Regions from separate parts of the Mus musculus genome. Here regions 2, 3, 4, 5 and 6 are each linked to region 1. Evidence: chromatin contacts called from public promoter capture Hi-C data. All regions are on one chromosome and are shown on one strand. The core of a region is the stretch at or near the end of the contact, and the rest is flanking DNA. Distances in the headings are between cores, read along the strand shown. Region 1 holds the start of Ftsj1 (FtsJ RNA methyltransferase homolog 1 (E. coli)). Region 2 holds the start of Usp27x (ubiquitin specific peptidase 27, X chromosome). Region 3 holds the start of Ccdc22 (coiled-coil domain containing 22). Region 4 holds the start of Prickle3 (prickle planar cell polarity protein 3). Region 5 holds the start of Gpkow (G patch domain and KOW motifs). Region 6 holds the start of Wdr45 (WD repeat domain 45).

Evidence for each region. Promoter capture Hi-C pulls out the DNA fragments that hold promoters and counts their contacts. Capture Hi-C pulls out chosen DNA fragments and counts their contacts.
Region 2: a contact with region 1 is called in a promoter capture Hi-C map of adipose tissue, with 4 times the contacts expected there. The contact joins the promoter of Usp27x here to the promoter of Ftsj1 in region 1. A contact is called at or near these places in 2 of 9 other capture datasets (adipose tissue and liver).
Region 3: a contact with region 1 is called in a promoter capture Hi-C map of erythroid cells, with 22 times the contacts expected there. The contact joins the promoter of Ccdc22 here to the promoter of Ftsj1 in region 1. A contact is called at or near these places in 4 of 39 promoter capture datasets (erythroid cells, liver and pre-B cells) and 1 of 9 other capture datasets (adipose tissue).
Region 4: a promoter capture Hi-C map of liver shows a contact between it and region 1, with 2.3 times the contacts expected there. The contact joins the promoter of Prickle3 here to the promoter of Ftsj1 in region 1. A contact is called at or near these places in 2 of 39 promoter capture datasets (liver and pre-B cells).
Region 5: a contact with region 1 is called in a promoter capture Hi-C map of pre-B cells, with 4 times the contacts expected there. The contact joins the promoter of Gpkow here to the promoter of Ftsj1 in region 1. A contact is called at or near these places in 3 of 39 promoter capture datasets (liver and pre-B cells), 1 of 115 datasets of contacts at active chromatin or transcription factors (memory CD8 T cells) and 1 of 9 other capture datasets (liver).
Region 6: a promoter capture Hi-C map of pre-B cells shows a contact between it and region 1, with 5 times the contacts expected there. The contact joins the promoter of Wdr45 here to the promoter of Ftsj1 in region 1. A contact is called at or near these places in 7 of 39 promoter capture datasets (3T3-L1-derived adipocytes, embryonic stem cells, hematopoietic stem and progenitor cells and 3 more) and 1 of 115 datasets of contacts at active chromatin or transcription factors (embryonic stem cells).

What each region holds. Positions count from the first base shown.
Region 1 is chrX:8,250,813-8,253,798 of GRCm38.p6, forward strand. It overlaps Ftsj1 (FtsJ RNA methyltransferase homolog 1 (E. coli)), which reads right to left and starts at 1,594. Exons shown (of 13, transcript NM_001290430.1): 1 at 1,360-1,594; 2 at 68-225. The coding sequence starts at 188.
Region 2 is chrX:7,374,259-7,377,244 of GRCm38.p6, forward strand. It overlaps Usp27x (ubiquitin specific peptidase 27, X chromosome), which reads right to left and starts at 1,572. Exons shown (of 1, transcript NM_019461.4): 1 at 1-1,572. The coding sequence starts at 603. Gm14379 (predicted gene 14379) reads left to right here and starts at 1,667. Exons shown (of 2, transcript NR_026741.1): 1 at 1,667-2,025; 2 at 2,266-2,986.
Region 3 is chrX:7,603,865-7,606,850 of GRCm38.p6, forward strand. Ccdc22 (coiled-coil domain containing 22) reads right to left here and starts at 1,556. Exons shown (of 17, transcript NM_138603.3): 1 at 1,380-1,556; 2 at 296-473. The coding sequence starts at 1,429.
Region 4 is chrX:7,655,914-7,658,899 of GRCm38.p6, forward strand. Prickle3 (prickle planar cell polarity protein 3) reads left to right here and starts at 1,466. Exons shown (of 9, transcript NM_001290624.1): 1 at 1,466-1,587; 2 at 2,708-2,793. The coding sequence starts at 1,546.
Region 5 is chrX:7,695,711-7,698,696 of GRCm38.p6, forward strand. Gpkow (G patch domain and KOW motifs) reads left to right here and starts at 1,424. Exons shown (of 11, transcript NM_173747.3): 1 at 1,424-1,685; 2 at 2,783-2,943. The coding sequence starts at 1,516.
Region 6 is chrX:7,720,787-7,723,772 of GRCm38.p6, forward strand. It overlaps Wdr45 (WD repeat domain 45), which reads left to right and starts at 1,434. Exons shown (of 11, transcript NM_001290792.1): 1 at 1,434-1,592.

The DNA of each region.
Region 1 (2,986 bases), core at 344-2,843:
TACAGTGAGTTCTTCAGAAGCAGCCTGCTCTTCCACTCCCAGGTCACTTAGCCCCCAGATTAGGCACCTTTGAAGAGTTGGAATTCCTCATCCAGTTGCAGGAGCTTGAAAGCGCTTCGGGCCCGCCAGCCATTCTCCTTGGCCAGGCGGTAGTAGACATCCCGTTTATCCTTAGATGTCCGTCCCATCTCAGTCTGCTGGCAGACAGTGTGTGCTGATGCTGTCCTGCGCAGGTCAAAGAAAACAAAGTACAGCTAACTGAGTTCATGGGTCCCACACGACAGTCAGCTCATTCAACACATGGAACCCGAAGCCCAGGACCTTATCATGAACTCTCAGGCCCTTTTTCTGATCACATTTAGGTCCCCATCTCTGAGGGACATCACAGACTCCACAGTTAACTGACAGAGGACCCACTACTGACTCTGCTCTCTTCCAACTACTGTCACGGACACACTACACAAGTAATCTCTCTCGCAACCATTTTCTCTGCCCATTTCATCTCTATCAACACCTGACCGTCTCTAGTTATTTCCATTATCTTTAGAGTCACAGAACCCTACTACTCCCTCCATTAAGTCCTTGCTTTTCACACCTATTACCCGACACAACCTCATTCCATCTCCCATAGCCTAATCTCTCTCTCTCTCTCTCCACTCTGCAGTCCACCAATTCCATCATAGATTAAGCTTCCAGTCATTAGTTACTACCACCTTAATCCCCACTAATGCCTGGAGGACCATGACCTGTTAGGGCTCCATTACACCAATTTACCAGCTCCATTAACTCAGCCCTCCAACCAACCTCTCAAAGATCACACGAGTGGCCTTTGGGATCCTTTGCATCAATACAAAGATTACCTCTGTCACTCATATAGCTTCTATTTTGTCTTTCGTCACTGACCCCATTAGTTTAGCACTCTGCCTACGCACCTGTTATTCTCTCCAGAACCTCACCAATACGATTACTATGTAAACTGCCAAATAGCCACCACTTTTATTATTAGCCTTCATTAATTTTCCAGCAGACACAGCACCACGAGTGTAATACCTTCAAGACCCATCTTTTAGTAACATCCCTAAGACCATCTGCAGAGCCTCAAAGACCATCAGCCCATCAGAACCGCCAAATACCCTTCAAGTCGGCCCAGCAGATAGCAGATCAGTTGTGTAGCTCTATGCTGCACCCCGTTCGAGTTCACCTAACAATCTAGTTCCCTGCTCTAGGCAAGCTTCTCGGGGCTTGACTGAACTATGCAGCTGCAGTACCGAGAGTGAATCCCCTCATCCCGAGTTGGAGACAGGGCAGGCATGCCTCCAGTCTCGGTCCCTTTCAAGTCATCAGTGCCCTAGGACCTACCTCAGCTCTTGGATACAGAGCGTGGCTGTTCACCAGCCTCGAGAACAGTTTGCAAACTGAAAATTACAGACTCCAGTTGGTGTTCGGAGTGGACCCGAAGGCCTGTCGTACACGCCTAGAGGTTGTCGCCACGCGGTAAAGTTTGCTTTGTAAAACAGTTCAGTTCCACGGAGATCCAGACCGGAGCACAACGTATGACGTTAGTCTCGTCATCTTGTGTCGACATATCCCGGTCACAGGAACTTCAGTTCCCAGAATGCAACTGACATCGTCTGGCCAATAGTTTTGCAAGGCTTGTGAACCGGCTCTTTGTTCTTTGTTTCAAGGCCAGGGTCCTATAGCTGCGATCCGGAGCAAGATCCTGAGTTCTCGGCTAGTCTGGCTACACGGAGAGACCTTGACGTGGGAAACTTCCACCCCTCCCCCATCGCCCGCTCACTCAGACAAGATAACTTACTTGGCCGCCTTTTCCCTTTTACATCGGGACGGTTATTTAACCTATGTACTACATTTCCCAAAATTCAGCGGGCACGACCACGCCCATTTTTCTTTAAGTCTGGAGGGAAAGGAAATTACGCAAAGGGGGTGGAGCGTGACCACGCGAAGTGAAAAGTCTGTTGCGAAAGCAAGCTAACCTGGAGGCTACGGCGAGCAATTTTGAATTTTACTACCGGGAAGCTACCGCATACGATTTGCAATTTTGAATCCTACTTCTACCGGTTGACTGAAGTGCTTTCAATTTTGCCACCTTAGAACTTTAGTTTCCTCATCTGAAAAGAAGGGATAATCACCTATCTAGAATTCACGGTGTTAATCGGATGCACATCCTTTTCTAATTGTATATTTTCCAAATACTTTTTAATACATTTTAACCACCACCACTGCCCTCACCGCCTCCACCCGCACCACTGAAAAGCATGTCTACGGATTTGCGAGACGCACTGAGTAGAGGCTCTTGCCGCCAAATCTGACCACCCAAGTTCGATTCCCCATACACAAGGTCATGGATGGAAGAAGACTGATTCCTGCAAGTTGTCCTTTGATCCCCAACATGCGCACTTGTCACGCGCCCCCTCCCCCAAATAAATAAATAAATAAATAAATAAATAAATAAATAAACGGACGAACGAACGAATGAATAAATACATGTATGAATGAATAAAAGTTTTGTATTTTTTGTTTTTCCTTTTTCCTTCCTTCTCTCTCTTTCTTTCTTTCTTTCTTTCTTTCTTTCTTTCTTTCTTTCTTTCTTCCTTTCTTCCTTTCTTCCTTTCTTCCTTTCTTCCTTTCTTCCTTCCTTCCTTCCTTCCTTCCTTCCTTCCTTCCTTCCTTTCTTTCTTTCTTTTTGTTTTTTGTTTTTTGTTTTTTCGAGACAGGGTTTCTCTGTATAGCCCTGGCTGTCCTGGAACTCACTCTGTAGATCAGGCTGGCTTCGAACTCAGAGATCTGCCTGTCTTTGCCTCCCAAGTGCTGGGATTAAAGGCGTGCACCACCACTGCCCGGCGAATAAAAGTTTAAAGCATATATGCATGTATGAATATGTATATGTTCTTTAAAAATTCATTTTCTGAAGTGCTGAATTCAAATCCCAACAACCACTGAGCCATCTCTCCAGCCCCTATGTATG
Region 2 (2,986 bases), core at 322-2,821, 880 kb before region 1:
TTGGTCTATGATGCAGTTACAGTGGTTGGGGTTGCTGGCCACCTTGCCAACATCGTCACCTTTGCAGTGCCTATGCAGGACATCTAGCGCAGCGATGAGGAACTCGTGGGCATCCTGCTGCCTGTACCCTGCTAGATGACGAGCGTGTATCCACACCAGGTGCAGTAACTTATAGGGCACATGAGGAGATGGGTTTCCAGAATACAGCTCCCGAAAGAGCGACGACATCTCACAGACCAGACACAACTCAGGGCTGGGCATTTCACACCGGTGCCTGTCAGAGAGAAAGAAATCTCTCAGTATTGGAGTGTGGGTCAAGGCCTGGACAATGCAGTTCATAAAACACGTGTTGCCAAGATTAATTAGTCCTCGTAAGCCGATGGTAAAGCTGGAGGCGATCCTTCTTCTCCGTGGGTTGTGCCCCAGAAGTTCTAGTTCAGGTTTGGTCGTTTCCCAGGTGGGATATTTCTCCCCAAGTCCCGGCACTGAACACTGTTGCTGAGAAACCTCTGTCGAGGTGGACGCTTGTAATTTCAAGGCTTCTCCTTGCTCTTCTTTGGCAATTTGCTCAATGTCTATGTCATACACATAGTCTTTACACATGAAGCAGTATATGCCTCCATAATAAAGATCTACCGCTAAGTTGTGCTGTTTTGTCTCAGCGTGCTCGTGGATGTGTTTCTCTGTGAAGCAGCCAAAGAAGACGCAGGAAAGGCAAGAGTGGAGTCTGTTTAAATGGGTGCCACACACATGGCAGACGCACGACTTTGCCTTGCTTTTCCTGGTCTCTGGGGTTCCACACCACACGAAGCACTGGTAGATAACCCGCAATTCCTGCCTCCAGTTCTCTCCCACCTTAAAGCTGTTCACGTGGGAACAACCTGGTGGCCCCACAGCAAAATCCACATCCAGGCATCCGCCCCCAGGACCACGCCGGGGCCGGGGCCGGGGTGGGGGCCGTGGCCTAGGCTGCGGCGGGGTACGAAGCCTAGTCTGGGGCCGGGGCCGGGGTCGGCGGCGCGGGGCACGACTGCGACGCGGAGAGGGATCAGGGGGCCGCGGAGGGTCGGAGGGAAGGGTGGGGGGAGGAACCTCGTCGCCGCTGCCGCCAACACCGCTCTGCGCTGGGTTCTCATCCTTCGGCTCCTTCTCGGGCTGCCTCTCAGGCTCAGGCTCAGGCTCAGGCTCAGGCTCAGGCTCAGGCTCCTGTAAGGGCTCGGGTTCGGGCTCCGGCTCGGGCTCCGGCTTCTGTTCGGGTTCCGGCTCCGGCTGGGGCTCGGGCTCGGGCTCCGGCTCGGGCTCTGGCTGGGGCTCCGGCTCGGGCTCCCGCTCCGGCTCCGGCTCGGGCTCCCGCTCGGGCTCCCGCTCGGGCTCCGGCTCGGGCTCCGGCTCGGGCTCCTGCTCCAGCTCCAGCTTGAGCTCAGCCCCGCGGCCCGGACCCTCCGCGATCTCCACCTTCCCGGTGGCGTCCACCTTCCCTGCTGTCTCCACCTTCCCGGTGGCGTCCACCTTCCCGGCCGCCTCCACCTTCCCCTCCACCTTCTCCGCCTCCACCTTCCTCTATGCCTTCTCTCCCGTCTCCGCCGTCTCCGCCTCCTCCAGCCTCCTCCGCCTCCACTGGCTGCGACTCCTCCCCCTGCTCGTGGGGCTCGGGCGGCCACTGGGCGTGGTGGCGCGGGGGCCACGCAGACCTGGGGTGTCCCCGTCCGGACTGAGGGAGCGCGGTGGTTGTGGCAGCTGGACCCAAAAGGGACTTTCACTGAAGGAGGCGGCAGCGGAAGCAGGCGACGCCCCCGGGAATGCTCCCGCCGAAGCCCCCTAGCGGAGGCCGCTTCTGCAGCCAGGCCCCGTTTCCTTTAATTCAATATTTCCCAAACTTGCTGGTTCACGACAATCACGTGGGGGAGCGTGTTAAAATTACAGATTCCTCGGCTCCACCCGCAGGCCTACTGAATCAGACTCTTGAAGGGAGGTACTCCGGAACCTGGATCTCTAACTAGGGCCGGAGAAACTGCTAGTGATCAGGCAAGTTTGGGAAACACAGCTCTAATTCATTGAGGCTGGCGGGAAGTGGGGCGGGGACCGCGCAGTCTCTTTAAGGCGCTTCCAGCTCTCCGCTCCAATCGCTGCTCTGACCCCCTAGGCGGTCTCCTCCCCTCTAGTACTGCCCTCAAGGGTGCAGCTTCCCCTAGCCTGTGGGGCGGGGGGCCCGAAGGGTTGTCTTGTCTAGAAACGTTTCTGAGGCCATAAAATATCCCTTCACAGTCTGGTACTTGAGAATAAAGGCGGGAGCTCCGACATCCATCATTCCAGCGGCTGAACCTGCCTCCAGCAGCTGAACGTACCCCCAACATGTCTCAGTCTCCCCCTCTAGGTCCAACTCCTGCTCTCCCAGAAACGATGAAGCTCAAACTTTACTGGGGACCAGCCTGAACCCCAGATCTAGAGGGACAACAGTGCTCCCAAGGCCGCTCCACCTGAAGGGACATGTCTCTTTGAGAAACTTATCAGCCCATCCTGTGCTGGCTCCTTGCCTCCCACTCAGGCTCCAAAGGCCCTGGGTGGGATGACTGGTTGACAGCTGGCCTCCAGATACAGCACTCCAGATACTGAGCAGCCTGTGGGCAGAAACAGTCACTCCAAGGCCAGCAGGGGAAACCAGACACTGCAAGGCTGTTCCTACAGGTTGCACCTCCCTTACGCTGCAAGGAACCCAAACTACAAAGTCTGAGACCCATAAGATTTAGCAGAGTCTTGGGTGGGCAGCACGTAGGAATAAAGCGGGTATCTTTGGAGCTGCCAGTGAGGAGAGAGTCTGGGGGCCTGCTGTATGAAAAGCAGCATCATAGAGCCCAGGAAGAATGAGTCCAGAACAAACAGCTCAGGTCTTGGGCAGAGTGGGGATGTCAGAAGCAGCTGCAACTGCTGCTTCTGGAGGGTGCAGCCAAAGGCAGGGATCAGCACGTGGGGAGAGAGTGAGCTAAGA
Region 3 (2,986 bases), core at 306-2,805, 650 kb before region 1:
CTTAGAAGGTGGCTGTTAACATTAGCCTGAGCACAAACCGAATCAGCTCATTTAATCCACACAAGCTCATTATATCATCTCCATTTCACAAATAAGGAGAAGGCATAGAACAGTTAGGGTCACACAGAAAGCGTGAACTGAACTAGGTAGGGTCTGAACTAGTCACACAGTTTGGCTACAGAGGCAGCAGCTTTAGCTATACAAAGGGACAGAGAAGAAGGCAAGTGTCAAAGAACTTGGCGACTTTGTGAAAAAGGAAGGAAGACAGTGTGCACACTGGGAGGAGGGCACTCACCATGCAGGCCTGGGCCAGACTCATGGCCAGGCGGAAGCGGGCAGACATGGCTGGTGGTAGCAAGTGACTGAGGCCAGAGCCCACATCAGGATTAATCACTCGAAGGCATCGGACCACAGCCTCTACGACCAGCTCAGTGGTGAAAGCTCGCAGAGTCTGCACTTCTGGAGGAACTGCCCTAAAAAGGAAAGCACCAGGCTTGAGTAGTTAGGAAACAAAGTACAGACTTCTAGAGAGGGAATGCTCTAGAATCCAGGTCGGGGCAGGGAACAACCAAGGCTTCAACAGATCCTGGGTGCTGGTGACTATGACCTTTACTTAGTCCTAAGACCTCGGTGAATGAGGGTGACCTGAATTCAGAAAAGTCTCAAACTCCCCTACACTTCAAAGTTTCCAACCTCTGGGATCTGCAAAAGTGAAAATGGTCCAAGTGGCACAGTCTCCATATTTCTGGGCACCAGGACATTGTTCTTTGCATGGCAAGGCCTCCTAGATCTACGAGGTTTGGGAAAGCTACATAGGAAGAGGCTGGAGTTTTCAGAAGTCTCAAATGTCAGGGTCAATAAATAGAAATAAAAAATCGGGCATCCTAAATTTTGGCATCAAGGACTTTTAGGTCCCTCAAATAGTGCATCCTTTGTGTTCCTGTGTTACCAAGTGCTGCTACTGTCAGAATGTAGGGCCCTGGTATTTTGATAAGTCCTGGGAGTTTCAGGAGTTATTGTTCGAAGATCAAGTTGCCAGTCTCAGGAATTCTGGAGACTCTGGGTGCCAGACTCCTGTGTTATCAGTTTCCTGGTGTGGGTGTCCTGGAACCTCTAGATATCAGGATCCCAGCATATGCAGGTCTCAGTTTGTAAGGTGTCTGAGTCCTCGAGGTTTTACCCAATGTCCACATCAAAGTATTTAGGAAAGTCATGATGTTAGAGTGTAAGCAGGGAGGAGGAGGAGAGGCTTCGGAATCCTGTAAGTTTGGGCCTTTGGGTGTCAAGGTCTTCATTTTAAGGTTCCCGGGTAATGGGGGTCCTAGGATTTGGAGTCCCGGATGTGAGCAATTGGAGGCGACTGGGGGTTGCGTACTTACGTGCCCGCCTGGCGCAAGGAATGGATGAGGATTCGGTCAGCCTCCTCCATGGTGGAGTTAATTCTAACTCCGGGGCTGGGTCTAGGACCAGATCAGAGAAATTGGAGCTCTCCGCGCTGCTCTCGGCGCGGCGAGGACAGAGAGTCACGTGCCGCGCGAGGAACATTGGGAAATGTAGTTCTAAGGAGTGAGCGTTGCGCAGGCAGCGGCGCTGGAGGCGGGGTGTGAATTACGTAATGGCTCCTGGAAGTTGTAGTTCTTTCACTTGTAGTCCCATGGTCTCCTCCAAGGGAAAAAAAAAGGAAATGGGCTGGGGAGTTGAGAGACAGGACAGAGAAAAATTTTCATTTATAAGACACGTTCATCTTCCAAGCTATAAAAGTTTATACGTGTACAAAATGACTGTTCCCCCGTGTCTTGCTAGCCTCATCTGTAAAGTGAGAATTTGGATAATACCTTCTTCCTAGGGTTAAGACATAATTGCTACGACTGGGGATGTGACTCAGGATAGCCTCACAACCTGAGTTCTCTCCCTGAGATCCACATGGTGGAAGGCAGGAAATGACTTGATAAGAGTCTGAATTCCACGTGTGCACTGTGACACATTTATGCTCGTGAGCACACACAAAAGGATCATAAATAGATTTTAAATAAATAAAACAAACGTCATTGCTCGAGTAAACCTACTTAACCACCAACCACAACAAACTGAGGTCGATCCTCCCTGGGACCCAAGAGACATAAAAAGAGAATGGACTCCTACAAAATGTCCTCTGACATCTACACATGTGCAGCAGTACCACTATCATGCACACAAAATAGATGGAAAAAGCAAAGAATTACTAGACCAGGCGTAGTGGTAAACATCTGTAATCTCAGCACCTGTCCCAAGTGTAGATTGGGCTACAGAAGGAGATCACCTCCTTATGAAACCATTCCTTATTGAACAGCCTCTTTTGTCTCTACTATCCAGTAGTGCTAACATTTGTCATAATCACACATACACATCACATACTTGACTCAGTTTCTGAACTAAGCTCTCTCTCTCTCTCTCTCTCTCTCTCTCTCTCTCTCTCTCTCTCTCTCTCTTTCTCCTCTCGTTGTGCTATCCTGTCTTGCTTTGGTTTGGTTTTCAGACAACAAAATCTTGCAATGTAGCCCAGGCTGGCCTCAAAATTGTAATAATAATATTTCTTTCTCCCAAGTGCTAGGATTAAAGGCTTGTACCACCGCCCCTGACTGTATTCTATTTTTAATTACTGTAGATTTACAATGAGTCTTGATATCATATATGGCAAGCCCTCCCATCTTGTTGTCTTGTTCTTTTTCAAAATGGATTTGGCTTTTTTGTTTTTTGGTTTTGGGGTTTTTTGTTGTTGGTGGTGGTGTTTTGGTATTTTGTTTTTGTTTTTGTTTTTATTTTTTGTCATTTGTCTCAAAGACTGTCAATTCCAAAGAAAACTATGCTGAGATTTTGTTTGGTATAGCTAATGCAGAATGCCAAGAAGATCACTTTGGGGAACTTTACAGCATCACTAAATGTTACATATTTCTCCATTTTATGTCCCTTTGATATTTACTATCTGACTTTTTTCCTAGAGATAAAT
Region 4 (2,986 bases), core at 216-2,715, 600 kb before region 1:
TTGGGTCACTTCTCCAGCCATGCCCTTTGTAGCACACACGTTGTCTTCTAGGCTCCAGATGCCTGGACTCCACTGCTGCTGCTGTCCTTAATGGTCATCTCATGGTACTGGCATCTCCAAACACTACTGTCTTCTGCTGTAACTAGGCTTCACCAACAGCCTCTCATAGGCTCTCTTCATGGTGCCAAGCCTCAACTCCTTTGCATGACCCCTTCTGTCCTGGGCCATCAGTTGCAACTGAGGCTGCACCTTCACCACTGGCCCCATGGCCTCTCTCAGTGCCGAGCCTCAGCTGCTCTGCGTGACCCCTTCATGCCTACAAAACCAGTGCCACCTGGGTGACTCTTACACATTACCAAGTCCAGCCACAGCACAAGGTACAACCTTGGCTATCTCTGGAACACAGCCTCTTTGTGCTCTCAGAAAACACTTCCCAGAAGATTTCACCTCAGTGATGCTGGTCTCTTCTTAATCACGGCTAATTTCTTAGCTCCAGCTAACCAGCATCAGTAGTCCCAGTAATGCAAAGTTTTCTCTTTGTTTTGTTTTTGTTTTGTTTTTTTCGAGACAGGGTTTCTCTGTATAGCCCTGGCTGTCCTGGACCTCACTTTGTAGAGCAGGCTGGCCTCGAACTCAGAGATCCACCTGCCTCTGCCTCCCAAGTGCTGGGATTAAAGGCGTGTGCCACCACTCCCGGCTTCAAAGTTTTCCCTTTAATAGTTCTGGTATCTTGTTAATCACAGCTGATTCTTCAGCCCCAACTAACTAAAACCACAGAATCTTCACAATCAAAACAGCAATGGCCCTGAAAAGAGTCTTTAATCTTCTCTGGAATTTCACAAGCCAGACCTCCATCTTCTGCACTGTTCTCAACATTATCTTCCAGCCTCCTACACAACATCCCACAGAGCTTTTAACACCGAATGGATCTTCTAGCTCAAAGTTCCAAAGTCCTTCCACAGTCCTCCCCCAAACATGGTCAGGTTGTCACAGGAATACCCCACTATGCTGGTACCAAAATGGAACAGATCTAGCAGGATGCTGAGCGCCACAGAACACCAGCTACCACTGAAGATGAAGTTGGGATGGTCCTTGTAACGCTCACCCCGGGAAAAGAGAACCTGGGAAGGGACCAAGAGGTGGCTTTGACCCCTGTCCCCCAAAGCTTTCAAGACCCTATTCTTAGAAACAAGCACTCTAGTGTAACACTCTCACCATGTCTCCACATCCAAACCGTTTGCTTCCGGCTTTCCAACACTAAAGGCCATGCGGCACCGAGGGATACTGAAGGCTCAGCCTTCTGACAGTCTGCTCCGGCTCTAGCCCTGGGATGAACGCCAATAATGGGCTTTCCAGCAAGGCACTCACCTTTAGATAGGGGACACCAGGGTGACTGAGACACTACACAGGCCGTGGGGCGGGCCCTAGAAAGCGTGCTCCTCCCACTAAGTCAAGTTTACGGAACAGAGCTGCCAGGCCCGACGCGCCGTGGCAGCCGACTCCATTCGTCGGAACCAGCCGTGCTTGAATCTGTCTGGGCGCGCCATGTTCGCGCGTGGGTCCCGGAGGCGCCGCTCTGGGCGTGCGGTGAGCAGGGCTCAGGACAGTGGTGGGGGTCAGGGGTAAACTAAGATCCAGGCGAGGGGGGCAGGGCACCGGGACAGAGGGGAGGCACCCTAAGGGAGGATCTGGGAACTCCCTTCCCCAGCTTTCCCAGACTGGGGCACAGAGACTGAAGTAGAATCCTGGATGCAAAAACGTGTAGATATGGTGGCTCAAGCCCCTAACACGCCTCATACTTTTATCACTGTTGCAATCTGGGGATGCCCCCCTTATCTGTGAATTAATCTGAAAGGTGAAAAGAATAGGGGCTTGAGATTTGAGGTTGAGCAAGAGTGGGGTATCCTGAGTGTCTGATTAAGGGACCTCATACATTGAAGGACTGTAGAGTGAAAGTGGGGGTCCTTCATCCCTGGGTACCAAGAGTCAATGAACTAAGATTTAGGATCAGAAGAATTTCAGGTTTCCATCGGAGTCTGGAAGCTGACCTCCTAGATAGGATGGTGTCTCTCTTGTTTTGAAAGATCTTTAACCAAGAAAGGTGGAATCTGGACCAAAAAAGAGAGTAGTCCTAAACTATGACGGGTAAAGAGAAAGATTTCTTGGGCTAGGGCTTTCTGAATGGAGCAGGGATGGCCTGCGGTCCTCAGGTAGGAGAGATGGAGCCAGGGTTTGGGGGAGGGGCGGGAGAACTTCTGAGGGAATGGCATTGCCCAGAGTCCATGAGGGATCCCAGGGAAAGGAGAGGTTCTCAGACGCCTGCCCTGTGGGACTGGAGTGCTGCTGGAGCCCTGGATATTGAAGGGAGACTTGGGAGGGAATGCCCAGACTAGGGTCTCTGCTCTAGTAGGTAGAGGACTCTCTCTCTGACAGACCTGTCTGAGAACTAAAGAGGGACAGACCAGCCCAGACAGAAGAATTCCCTGGAAAGGGAATACAGGAAAGTAGTCTCAGCTGCCCTGCCTCTGATTTGAATGCTTCCTCCTCCCCCGCGCTCCAGGCGCGGTCTCAGCCTGCCCAGCGCTGCCCCCAGTAAGACAGGCCCCAGCCTGCGGTTGTGAGCCTGGGAGTGGAGTAGCAGGCGTTGACTTCTTCCTCCCTCCTCCCACACCTTATTTCTTCTTGCATCTGCTCCCACCCACCACAGCCTCCAGAGGCAGAGGACCCTGCCCGCGGCCAGCCTTGCAATTCCTGCAGGGAACAGTGCCCAGGCTTCCTGCTGCATGGCTGGAGGTAAGTGACCCTAGCCTTTGTCAGAGATCCGCCCCATTGCTTGAGCTCCGCCCACAGAGAGCTCAGTTGGGAAAGAAGCCTCAAAGTTCTTTCCAGGGCCCCGCCCCTGACTCATTCCCAAGAGACCTGTTCCCAGAAGAGTTCCACAGCCCTGAACCCCAAAAGAATCTTCTCTCAAGTCTAAGTCCCATGT
Region 5 (2,986 bases), core at 174-2,673, 560 kb before region 1:
TCAGAAGAGCAGTCAGTGCTTTTAACTGCTGAGCCATCTCTCCAGCACTATGGATATTTTTCTATTGCATTCTCTACGTATATTAGTCAAGGTTTTATTGCTTCAATGAAACACCATAACCAAAAAGCAAGTTGGGGAGGAAAAGGTTTTATTTGGCTTACACTTTCACATCACTGTTCATCATTGAAGGACAAGAACTCAAACACGGCAGGAACCTGGATGGGTACTGCTTACTGGCTTGCTCCCTGTGGCATGCTCAACCTGCTTTGTTACAGCACCCAGGACCACCAGCCCAGGGATAACACCACCCAAATGGGCTAGGCCCTCCTCTATTAATCACTAATTGAGAAAATGCCCTATAGCTGGATTTTATAGAAGCATTTCCTCGGGGCTGGCAAGATGGTTCAGTGGTTAAAAGCATTGACTACTCTTCCAAATGGGTCCTGAGTTCAAATCCCAGGAACCACATGGTGGCTCACAACCATCTATAATGAAATCTGACTCCCTCTTCTGGAGTGTCTGAAAACAGCTACAGATAATAATAGATAAATAAATCTTTTTTTAAAAAAAAGCATTTCCTCAACTGAGACTCCTTCCTCTCTGACTACTCCAGCTTGTCTCAAGTTGACACACAAAACCAGCCACTGCACAGTTATTCACTTTACATATAATTAGATAAAATTTGTTTTCATATTTTATTCATTTGTTCATGTTTACATGTATATGTGTTCATGCATAGCATGGCACTTGTGGTGCCGTCAGAGGCAACTAGTGGCTAACTCTATCTTTTTACTATGTAGGATCTTCAAGAACTCAGGTCTTCAGCTTTTGTAGCAGACACTATTACCCATTAAGTCATCTTGTGTAAATGAAACTTTTTTTTTTGGGGGGGGGGGTTCGAGACAAGGTCTCTCTGTGTACCCCTGGCTGTCCTGAACGCCTGCCTCTGCCTCCCAAGTGCTGGGATTAAAGGTGTGCGCCACCACTGCCCGGCAGTAAATGTAACTTTTATTTGCCTGATGTAATTGTTGTCTCCATGGTTTACTGCTTTCATCTGCTAAAGTAGACCTAGCCCTGGAAGCCTCCAGCCTCTATCAGTAAGGTTCACATTGTGGAAGCACATTATGAGTTTTATTTATTTTGTTTTGTGTATATAAACATTTTGCCTGAATTTATGTTCGTGCATCACATGCGTGCATGGTGCCTGAGGATGTCGGGAAAGGGTATAGGATACTCTAGAACTGAATTCATAGCGGTTGAATACCGAGGAATAACCTAATCAATCTTCCACAGCGGCTATACCACTGAGAACTACATTTCCCAGGATGCCGTATGGCACGTTCCTATGACGTTTCAAAGAGTTTCTGCGCCCTGATTCCTGTTTCCCACGGCTACAAGGCACTTGTCTTTGAGGCGTTGCATGCTGGGATTGATTCTTACGTTTCCCGGCCAGCCCCTCACGGCTCGAGCTAAACTTCCCAGCAAGCGGAGCGCTCGCCTGTGACTCGAGCGAAGATGGCGGGCCGTGAGAGTCCGCCGCCGTCTGCCCCGTCAATGGCTCCAATTTCTTTCGGGTTCACTCGCACGTCTGTCCGGAGGCGACTGGCAGACCTCGGAGATAGCGAAAGACAGGCCCCAGAGGAGAAAGATTTCTTGGCGACCGTGGAAGGGAGGAAGCTGCAGAGGTGAAACGCCGGGTCTTTCGCGTTTTGGAAATCTGTGAAATGGGCTTAAGCAGGAGGGCAGAGTAAGAGTTGTTTGTCCTGGTGACAGTGGCCTGGAAAGCCTGAAACACTGCCTCGGGAAATTTATGGAGGTAACCAGGAGTGGCGGCAAACGCCTATAAGTCAGGACCTGGGAGGCTGGCGCAGGAGGATCAGGAATTGAACGCTAGCCTGGGCAACTAAAAAACAAACAGGAAGAACATAAGAATGTAAGGGCAAGAAGAGGGAGGTTTGTTAGGTGGGTGAAATGGGGCCTGAGAACCAGAGGTATAGATTCCTCAGAAAAAATGTCGTTGGGACTTGAGTATGTGTGCCTTTTGAGAAAGGGAAAGGAGGGAAAAATGACAGGATTCTTCCTGTCTCAGCTGAAATTGTGGGAGCTTCTCCGATTTGGAGAACTAGGCAAATTCAAGTCTGGGGAGGCCATCAGCAGTATAATTAAGTAAGAAACAAAGGTCCGAAAGGCCTAAGTGGGGGACTTGTAAAAGGCAGCTTGCCGGCCCGGAACCGGGAAGAATCTGGACTAAAGATGGTGATTTTTAGGCCATTGTGGTTGAAGGCCTAAGGCTGATTCCCACAAGACATACTTAAAGAGATCCATGGTTGTAATTCCAGCACTAGGGGATTGCACCAGGCTGACTGAGAGTTTATAAGACCAGCCTGAGCTAAATCGTGAGATGTCTCAAAAAAAAAAAAAAAAAAAAAAAAACGAGTGGACCTGTGAATAGTAACCTGTGAACATGGTCCATAGGACTGGGCATTGATCTTTCTTTCTTTCTTTCTGGCCATTGAAATTGATTTTCTTTGTTTCCTAACCTCCTTTCTATCTTGATATTTATACTTTCTTTCTTTGGAGGGGGCGTCAAGACAGGGTTCCTCTGCATCCTGGCTGTCCTGGAACTCACCCTGTAGATCGGGCAGGCCTTGAACTCAGAGATCCTCCTGCTTCTGCCTCCTGAGTGCTGCTGGAATTAAAGTCATGCGTCACCACTGCCGGCCTGATATTTCTGCTTTGTGACATGTCTACTTTCCCAACCTTTTTTCTCTCCCGACATAAGTGTGAACCCTCCAGAAGCCCCCAAGGAGCTGGTTATCCCGTTGATCCAGAATGGCTCTCGCAGGCAACCTCTGTCCAAGAACCCTAAGCCATCCTCAGAAACTAGCACCGTGTTGATGTCAGACGGTGTGTTGTCCCAGGCTGTGAAGGAACTCATTGAGGGTGAGTGGACCCTGTCTCTTTGCTCTGCCCCAGTGCAGATAGA
Region 6 (2,986 bases), core at 184-2,683, 530 kb before region 1:
TGAGAATGGTTCCCAATGTCAACACTGGGCCCCCACATGTATACATACTCATGCATGTGTGCCTACACACACATGCAAAATGATACATACACACACATGCACCACATGTATACACACACACAGAGAAATGGAAACAGTCAAAGAAAGGGAGTGTTGGCTGTGATTATTGTTTAACACATTTGATAGGTAAGGAAGCCAGGGCTCAGTGGGATTCAGCAACTTGCCTGTGGATGCACAGCTAAAGAATGGTACAGTAGCCGGGAGGAGGGAATCTTCTAAGGATATGGGATATAGAATAGAATCATATAAAGGGATAACAGGGGAAACTACAACAGAAGGATTAAGTATGGAGGTCAGTATAGAGGAGGGACTATAGAAAGGAAGGGGTGATTAAGACTAAAGGTCTTTAGGCCAGGCTGTGGTGGCGCACACCTTTAATCCCAGCACTTGGGAGGCTGAGGCAGGTGGATTTCTGAGTTTGAGGCCAGCCTGGTCTACAGAGTGAGTTCCAGGACAGCCAGGGCTATACAGAGAAACCCTGTCTCGAAAAAAATAAAAAAAAACATAAAAATTAAAATAAGTAAAGACAGAAGCAGAGTGTTAACTATTATGGCTCTGATTATGGTAAATGCAAGGTAGTTCCCCATTCTTCTTTCCCTTTTATTGACTTTTTTTTGTAACTCAGGATGGCACAAACCCTCCGATCCTGTTTCAACAGCCAGTACTAACTCGTTTATTATTTCTCACAACTGTCGTGCATATTGCACTTATCTCAACACTCTAATATTTCCAGTGTGCAATTTGGGGCCTTTTGTGTTTCCATGTAAGCATTCTCTGTTTGTAGCTTTTGTTAAAAAAGACAGGACCTCATGTAGCCCAAGACAACCTCGACTGTCCCTCGCCAACTACTAGCACTACAGGTGTGTGAGCAATCACGCCCGGAGCACTCACATTTTACGGTAACAAAGGATCTTTTTGTAAAGAGCTAGGAATAGGGTGGGGAAAAGAAAGTAAAATTCCACTCTTATCTTTCCCCTACTCAAGCTGATCTCAACTTTCAAGATCTTTTATTCCAGCCAGGAGCACCCAGAGCCACAAGGTAAACAAACATTGATAGCCACTCTAGCCCAACTCGGAGAACTCGTTAGCCTGGGAGGTTTGCCCCTCTATCTCTCCGTGAGTTAACGAGTTCAATGCTTGGCCCGCTTCCGTTTGGGGGTGGGGGCAAGCCCTTTCCCGGGTTCCCTTAGACAGTCCTGCCTTTGGGCAGTCTTTTGTGCCTCCAGTCCCCTAATCCGCCCTCATTCTTTTTCCGGAACTTCCCTCGGAGGACTCTACTACTGCTCGGGATGCTCCACAGGTCCGCCAAGTGGGTGAGAAGAGCCCTGGCTGGAGTCTCTGCCCAGAATGAGTCACTTCCGTTCACAGACTCCCTCCTCCGGAAGTAAGACCTGATGTAAACAGCAGAGCTGGGCACCAAAGCCCGGGAGGTCAGAAATTTGTGCCGCAGGCGGCACCAACGGCTAGGGCAGGGGTCGGGGAGGGGTGATCAAGTCGGCAGAGGTGACGCGCATCTGGAGCAAGATCCAAGGGTTGGTCACGGTCATGGGTTGGGTGTTTCTACTAGAGGTCTTGACAGGTGATGGATGGCTGGGGATATGGGGGCTTGAGTCGGTGCTGTCTTGGAAAGGATCATGGCTTTTGGGAGAGGGTGAGGCGTTTCAATTAGGGTTCTTCGTTAGTGTGGGCATTTGGAGCATAGATTTAAAAAGGGCTCTTGGAAGCTAGTGCTCTCCAGAGTATGGCTCATGTAGAAGCAAGACCCAAGTTTTACGCGAGAAAAGTAGATTTGCGATCTTAGCTGATAGGTGTGCCTGAAGAGAGGTCTTGGAAGAGATGGGATTTGAAAAAAGGACGAGGTTTTTAGGGCAGGAATGTTTAGGGGAGGGAGTCAGAGCAGCAGCAGCAGCAGCATTGGTAGGTTGAGGTTTTCCTAGGCAGGATATGGGTTTTTTTTTTGGGAGGGGGTGGGGCTAGCGTGCCCTAGGGCAGAACCTTCAAGAGATAGCATGGAGACAAAAGGGACAAATTTTAGGGGGAGGGGACTCATGAGTAACATTGTGTAAGCTTAGGGGTCGTGGGTAGACAGTATAGGGAATGGAATGTGTCACATGTGAAGAATTTGGAATGTCAGAGTAATGCCTCGGGTGTGGGGTAGGGTGTGGATTGGTCTTTAGGACTTAAGTAGAGGGAGTGGAGGGGGTTCTCAGGCTTGCCTTTGCCTTGAGAGTTGGTCATATGAGAGAAGGGTTTGGGGAAAGTATGCTGCATGGGAGGATGTAAATGAGATACCCTGGAGGCGAATAAGCCTCCAGGTAAAGTTAGAAGGGCTTGAGGAGGGCAGTTCTGTGGGTGATGGGCCATTCACGGCAGTGAAGATGCAGGAAACCTTAGCTTTTTTTTTTTTTTTTTGTTTTTTTTTTTTTTTTTTTTGAAACCTTAGCTTTTGTTCCACTATTTATTGACAGGTGGAGTTGGGTGCCGGTGTGCAGATGAATAGCTTGTAGAGAGGTTTGAGGTCATATCAAACATTAGAGCTAAGAATGGCTGGGAGGGGGGAGGAGGTACCATGGGATATTCCCTACCCCATTACCCCATGCTTGGTGTTTGTGCCTGTTATGAGGCTTTTTGTCATTATGGGCCGGGATACGTTCTGCCTGTGGTCTTGGTTTAAACAGATACTCTGAGGTATCCTCCACTTGTTTTTGTTTTTTACAGTCTGGCAAAGAAAAGTATCAAAATGGGGAGGAAGCCAGGCGTGGTGGCATACGCCTATAATCCCATCCCTCAGGAAGTGGAGGCTGGAGGACTGCTGGGAATTGAAGGCCAGCCTGTGCTACATAGGGAGTACCAGGACAGCCAGGGATACATAGCAAGACCCTATCTCAAAACAAAATAGACCAAGTGGTGAGGAAGAAGAAATGAT